Linked DNA regions of Lactuca sativa: region 1 is linked to region 2. A link is a contact called in public Hi-C data. All regions are on one chromosome and are shown on one strand. Each heading gives the region's core, a stretch centred on a gene start, on an enhancer-like site or on the middle of the called end of the contact. The rest is flanking DNA. Distances are from core to core; before and after follow the strand shown.

Region 1 (3,554 bases), core at 1,044-3,543, 770 kb before region 2:
TCACTACCATAAATCCACTATCTCCCAAGTTAATAGCATCAAGACCCTAACAATATTAATTAATCATAGTTAATTAATTAATTAATTAATTATTGGAAAGTGAATAATTAATTACTAATTATACCTGATTTGTGAGTGCGATAATGCAAGCAGTTGAGGATCCTTTAGCTTTAGTGTTGGTGTAAGCTTTTTCCAAAACCCTAGTGGGATCAACAGAGCCTTTAGGTTCATCTTGTATTGCATTTACTGAATTTGACATAAGTTCACGTGCGTATTTCCCAGCATCAATACCAAGGTCAGCCCACCCACCTACCCCATCTGCTACCCCTATCGCTTGTTCATCAGAACATATGAAATGTGCATCTTCGCCACCTGTCTCCTCCTTCTCAGGGTGGGGTAGATAACATGATCCAGAAACCAGCTTCAATGATCTATCTGATAACGCCTTTCTGTAATCATGAGATTGTTTTATTTTAACATTCTTAAAGAATGTCAGAAAAGGGAAAAAAAAAAAAAAAAAAAGAAACATTACCTATCACTGTTGGAAGAAGATGTAACCCGATCATCACACAGAGAGTTGTTGTCTGAGAACATATCAGGGGCAGTTTCGGAATTTAGAAAAGTTGGGGATGAGATGTGGAAGCTTTTCCAGTCGATATCAAGAAACGGGTTGGAGATGCCGTTTGCTTTGGCAACATGGTAGATGAAGTATCCGTAAAGAGAGAAGCTTTCTGATTCTTTATTGTTTCTTGAATTCATGGTGATCTTGTGATAACTATGGAAACCTCGGGTAGGAAAAGAAAGATTGGAATTATCGATGAGGTGTCCATGTGTGGAAGCTAAGTTGTGTAATGATCCACCCCCTAGTAAAGATCTTGAAATTGAAAGAGACATGGGAATGTGATGATTGGTGATAACAGATTGGAAATGATTAGGATTGGATAGCAGATTGTCTGCGTGATAGCCACAGACTTGAAATGAAGGTCCGGATACAGATGGGGTTGAGAATGTTCTTGAAAGAGCTCCAAGAACAGAAAGGTTGTTCTTTTTACTTGTTTGTAAGTTCAATTGAGAAGCACATGCAGAATAGTGTTGAAGAAGGGTATTTAGGTCACCAGGTTCTAGAAATGGTACAGAGTAGAATCTTGGGTTACCAAATAAAGTTTTCCCATGGCAGAGAAGAACTTCAAATGAGCCCTGAAGGGTGCTTTCTAGAGTTATATTGGTTCTGTGAATCCCCTGACTGAATGAACCTCTAAGTCTTGAAAGATATTTATATGGCATCTTGCCTTTGCCTTTGCCTTTGCAACAGTATGTGTAGAAGTAATATCACAGCATGAAAGGTATAATCTCATAACTCCAAGCACATTTATCTTTGGGATCCAATCCAACCAACTCCCTCTGAGTATATGTAAAAACCTGGTTTAAAAATAGTCTTTCATAATCAAGTTATGCAAATTGCTAAGTATCAAAACAGTGACAAAAATATTTAACAGAAAAGATGAAGGCATTTGTATAAATGAAAAACTACCGTTTTGTGGATAACTTTGTTAGTAATTAGCTAAGGTAAACCAAGAACAGACAATTTACTTTTCTTTTATTTGGTTGCTTTTGCTTCCATGTTTGATCTATTCAAGAAATTCAAATATTCTAAGGTCCTCTATATGCTGGTACAATTCCTCGTAATAATAACATTCAACAGTTTGCAATTTGATTGTGGTGGTGACCTCAACTCTTATCGCAAATCCCTTCGTGATGTTAAACTTTCGTTATTTGCTCTTTTCGCCTAACTAATTACTAGTAGCACATCAATTTGTACACATAAGATCAATAATCCTCTCTGTCGAACATTAATTTTCAACCCTAAGAAGGAAAGCACGACACATCTGTCCGAGATGAATTCCCTACTCGACAAATACTGATGTATCATACGTAGACGAACGGGAAATACTGATTCGCTGAAGAATGAAAGAAACTATGGAACTAACTAATCGATTTCAAATTCGTTTAATTCGTCAACAGAAAAAGGATTTCAATGTAACAGAGATGAAAATAGTTGACAATATCATGCAAGTAAAGATTACCTTGTGACTGTGGAGAAACGATGAGCTACGAGTTCACGGCTGACTGCGAATATCGATGTCAATAGAGGCGAAGAAGGCGGCGGCTCCGGGCTTTTGGGGTGTGATTAAAGCCCTAACCTCACGTTGAAAAAGACCGGAGATCCGGGTGATGGCGGAGGATATAACATAAAGGCCGAGGGTAATATAGTAATTTAAGAAACAAGTCGGTCCGAACAAAATCCAAAACTAGGGACATTTGGCAGAACGAATAGCACAAAGTGAAAATGAAATGAATAGAATTGGATCTGCATAAAGGGAATTGAATATATATATCCAATTGTTTGGCATGTATAAGTTACACTTCGCATTGTATTCGGGTATATCAACATGTTAGAACAAAAAAACAATTTATTTCTAATTTAATATGTTTATATAAATTGATTGAGATTTTCAATACAATATAGTTAGATAAATTGTTTGATCTTTGGGTTGAGGTATTTTACTCAATACAATATAGTTAGATAAATTGTTTGATCTTTGGGTTGAGGTATTTACCTTAATTGGTCGTGTGTAAATACGGATTCCAACATATTGACTTGATTTTACAGTAGGTTTTAAAATTATACTTTTAATTTTATTAATAAACCGATATATACTAATACGTCCGTCTCAAATTAATTGTTCAAGTTTTTATTTTTCAACTTTAACCTTAAATATTTTTTTTTTTGATAGATAATACTTGATGCAAAATTTATGAATAAATTGTATTTTAAATGTCTTTTTATTGTTATAAGTTTTTATCAATTAATATATAACACAAATAAAAATATTTAAAGTCAAAGCTGAAGAAAAAAACTTCAAAAGTCGAAAATAGACAATTAACTTTAAGTATTTTGTGTGTATAATAAAAATGTGTATAAATAACATGAAAACCACTAATATTCATTATATAGGCTAAGAAAGTAATTACACTTGGCCTTGGTTAAACGTGACAACACTTGATGGTTTTAAAACTTGAAGACTAATATGATCCTAGCACATTAATCACTAACAAAACCTTGATCATTAACTTGAACACGATTATATATATATATATATATATATATATATATATATATATATATATATATATATATAGGGTTAGGTTATTTTGTTTTCACTATCTATTGTGTGCATGTGTGAGTGATTCTGGACCAATCATTTTAGTTATATTAAGAAAGTAATTAATACATATTAAATGTTGAAAATATAATGGGTATTAATTACATCTTCAGCATTTAATATGCATTAATTACTTTTTTAAAATAACTAAAATAATTGGTCCAGAATCAATTATACATGCACACAATAGATAGTGAAAACATTTGAACCTAACTCTCTCTCTCTCTCTCTCTATATATATATATATATATATATATATATATATATATATATATATATATATATATATATATATTGTTAGTGAAAACAGACGATACTTGTCAGGACTCA
Region 2 (3,784 bases), core at 865-3,364:
CGGTGGTGTTGGTGGAGGGTTTGTTCAGGTGGCGGGAATAAGGAGGGGGCGGCGGTGGTGGAACGGTACAAAGAGGAGGATAAAGAGAGGGACATTGGTTCCACCGTGGTGTTCCTGTCAGCTCCGGCTACACCACACATCAGATTAGAGTACGTTGCCGGAGATGATTGAGACGGCGGCAAGACGGAGGATGATGCAAAAATACTTGCAAATACGCCTGTATTGTTGTTACTCGCATTGTTGTTGTTGTTTCCACTAGAGGTTGAGCCACCACTAGCGGTGGTCGTTGTGGTTGTTGGGAGGCATGTCTCCGCCGCCGCCGCTGCCTCCACCACCTCCAATGTCGCCCCCGCCCCCTTCTGGTGCTCTAGTATACCCGTGGATTTTTCCGGCAACTCTGCTACATAAAGAAGAAATTATATAAGAAAAAGTAAAACAAATTTATAAAAAGGTGATGGTAATTGTTTATGATTTAAGTACTCAGAATCTAAAAAAGTTATGAGTATGAACTTTGCTATTACAAGCAAAAGGAAAAGCAGGAACAATCATGGCGTCCTTTTTCATACAAAATCTCTCTTTTTAATTACCTAGCTTTTTAATTCGTCGATCTTCGAGCTCTTTATTAATGGAGTTCTACTTCTACGACCCACTCACTCTCATACACGCTAAAAAGCACGTAGTACTTTGACAAATGCGTTACAACAAACGTAATCATGACAGTGGATACACGACGAATCGCAATTTTGAAAGCGAAAAATAGTGCGCTGTGAAAAAGTTCAATTACAAACCTGAGCTGTGAACGGATTGAACAGGAGAGAGTACGCCGGTGGAAGGAGTATGCGGCGGTGGCGGCGGGCTACACGACGGTGGAAGAATAGCCGCCTGCACTTTCTCAGTTTCTTGTAGATGATTATGATGATTAGAATTAGTAATGGGAAGGCTTGGAGTTTGAGATTGAGATTGAGATCTCGCACTCTCTTGAGCTAATGCATCACAGAAAGCTCTATGCGTAATGAAGCTATCCCTCCTAATCATTATCAAAAACACAATCAGATTGATGATCTCATGGATTAATTCATAGAATTTTGATGAAGAAATTTAACCTAGAAAATAAGGTGCCACAATCACATCTGTATTCCTTTGTACCACACGTTTTCATATGCGCTTTCCAATCGGATTGAACGGCGTACTTCTTCGAGCACCTCTCGCACTTCCACTTTTTCTCGCCGTGCTTCCTGGAGAAGTGCTTTTTGATTCCGGTGAGATCGCCGAGTGCTCTAGACGGATCATGGTGGATGCAGGTTTTCTCCGGACAAACATAAACGCGTTTCCGGATTTCCTTTCCATCTCGCTGTTTTAATTTCCACGGCAAGTTATGACCTCTCCGATGAAGCTGAAGGTTCTGGTCCCGCTGGAATCCTTTGTTGCAGATCTCGCATACGAACCGATTGGTGGCTAGTAGAGTCGTCGGTGATAGTGCGATCACCTCCGCATCTGGATCTGCGACGAAATCAAAATCAAAATCAAAATCAAAACCAAAATCACTTTATATATAATCGCAACACCTTTATATAAACAAAACTAAAATACACGTTTACAGAAAAACATTCGTCAAAGTACCTGGCATTCCTGGAAGATTTCTCTTCTTCTTTATCGGTTGCAGCTCAGGAGGAGGATTAGGTGCTGTTTCGTTACCACCGGATGAACATTCAGTTCCTTCAACTGAAGTTGCAGAAACAGCCATTGCCGAAGAATTCTCAAAATCTACCATAAGTTAAACTCGGAAGCTAACAACAAATACAAACTCTAGCTTCGTAGATTATTTTCGTTCACTTGCAACTGCAAATTCATCTACCTGATCACCAAATGTCTTCTTTAGTTCTTCCTGTTTCCTATTGCTGACTAAAAAGTAAAAACACAGCTCGATTATATCCAGCTGCAGAAGTAATTACAAAACTTTGTAGAATCAAGACCGGAGGTCACGACGGAGATGATGGTGTAACACGGCGGACGTTGTTTTTGCAGGGAGAGAGATGATTCATGAAAGATAAGGATTAAAAATCAAAAACAGGAAGAAAAAAAGAAGACGGGTTTTAAGAGTGGCGGCCGTTAACCATGGTTAATGTGAGGTACTTCGGGCACAAGTTAAGAGTATAGTCATCAATTGGGTTGAAATCTTGGCCGTCCACGTGGTTAAATCAGCGAGAGATTGGCATGTGTCGGAGAAGACGTAGTACTGAGACGCGTTGGTTTTGTCGTTTTGTATTAGACTTTGAAAATGAGTTCACATATACAAGAGTAACACGTAAGGACAAAAAGACCAGGGGTAGTTTCGTCATTTAAGAAATCGCGTACAGACCCCCTTTTAACGTTTTCCTAAATTACCCAATCGACGCATATCTTCTCATACAAATTGTCTTTTTCCTTTCTCGAATACTACTACTACCTTACAATTATTCAATACATAAATAACGACATTTGTTAGTCGTTTTTTATAGTAGTGGTCAAAAGTTTACTTATAAATAATTATCCAGTAATAGATGTTGACACCATGTAATGATTAAATCACACCGATTTACCTCTTAAATATATGTGAACTGTGCTTGCGAAATGGACTTGTTGTGAAATGATAAACCCTATTGTGCAATGTTGGGTTGGGGACACTTTCCATTGGTCAATTTATTGTATCAATACTTTGACAAAAGAAAAATTAGTCTAGTCACACTTTGTAACTATTATTTTACAATTCATTGTGAAACGTTTTTCTAAAAAAAGAAAAAACATATATCTATTGTAAATGTTTTTATATGTATGTAAAACTAGCAGTTTATATATTTTCAAACCGATCCATTTACTTTTACTAGCTATTATTTAATTGACTAATCCTTTATATTAGAATGGTTGAAGAGTCAAATGGTTTGACAATTCCTCATAGGGAGATGAATTGAGAGAATTTTGAATTAGAACTTTAGATTTTTGTTCATCCCTCGCCGCAATAGTATACTTATTTATATATTTAAATACTTTGAGTTTATCTATAAAATATATATGTACTAATATTAATTGTCATGGTAGTGGCTCAATATGTAAGCCATTAAAGGTCTCAAGTTTATACCTTATGTGTTTCAATCAATGGATGATTAAGAGAAAGGTATGTGACATAGTCCTAAAAAGGTTTGCTTAGTATCATAACCAAATGTGAGCCGTCTTCCCCAAACATTGCAATATTGAGGAGCCCTAATGGGTCGTGGAAACCAATTTTTATATAATGATATGTATTTTTTAAAGTAGTATTTTTAAACACATTATATAAGATTAATAGTAAATTATGCATAAAAATTTTAATGGTAAATTATAATACAAAAGAAGTTTAATGATATAATGTGTACATAATAAACAGAAAAATTCATATTATCTGTCACGTAGCATGCTATGTGGCCGGTGACCTACTAATATTGGTAACACAACGATATTTTTTGAATACAAGATAAAGTTTAGTGATCATACATATACACAAAGTATAGATAGTGTTGGTTGTCAAAACCAATAAATGAAAGGGGTATGGATCATTCACACTCTCACCATGGCTTGTGATAGCGGTAAGTAAGGTTGTCTCAATAGAGATTCAGGTTAAACGATAATATGTCCAAGTCCAATCAAAATTGAGGGTTTTGAATTTCAATAAAAATAATAATTTTGTATGTAATAAACATGCAATAAAAAGGGAATGAAAATCATCAATTGAGAAGGAATCCAACTTTAAGTCTATTACACTTGGTATGAT

Evidence for each region. A called contact is a pair of places that touch in the nucleus more often than the background predicts.
Region 1: a Hi-C map of leaf shows a contact between it and region 2, with 5 times the contacts expected there. The contact joins the promoter of LOC111913803 here to the promoter of LOC111913799 in region 2. A contact is called at or near these places in 3 of 4 Hi-C or Micro-C datasets (leaf and seed).

What each region holds. Positions count from the first base shown.
Region 1 is chr4:229,361,685-229,365,238 of Lsat_Salinas_v11, reverse strand. LOC111913803 (probable protein phosphatase 2C 55) reads right to left here and starts at 2,293. Exons shown (of 6, transcript XM_023909513.3): 1 at 2,085-2,293; 2 at 533-1,401; 3 at 125-449; 4 at 1-46. The coding sequence starts at 1,284.
Region 2 is chr4:228,593,036-228,596,819 of Lsat_Salinas_v11, reverse strand. It overlaps LOC111913799 (zinc finger protein GAI-ASSOCIATED FACTOR 1), which reads right to left and starts at 2,114. Exons shown (of 4, transcript XM_023909509.3): 1 at 1,621-2,114; 2 at 1,104-1,500; 3 at 789-1,027; 4 at 1-400. The coding sequence starts at 1,771.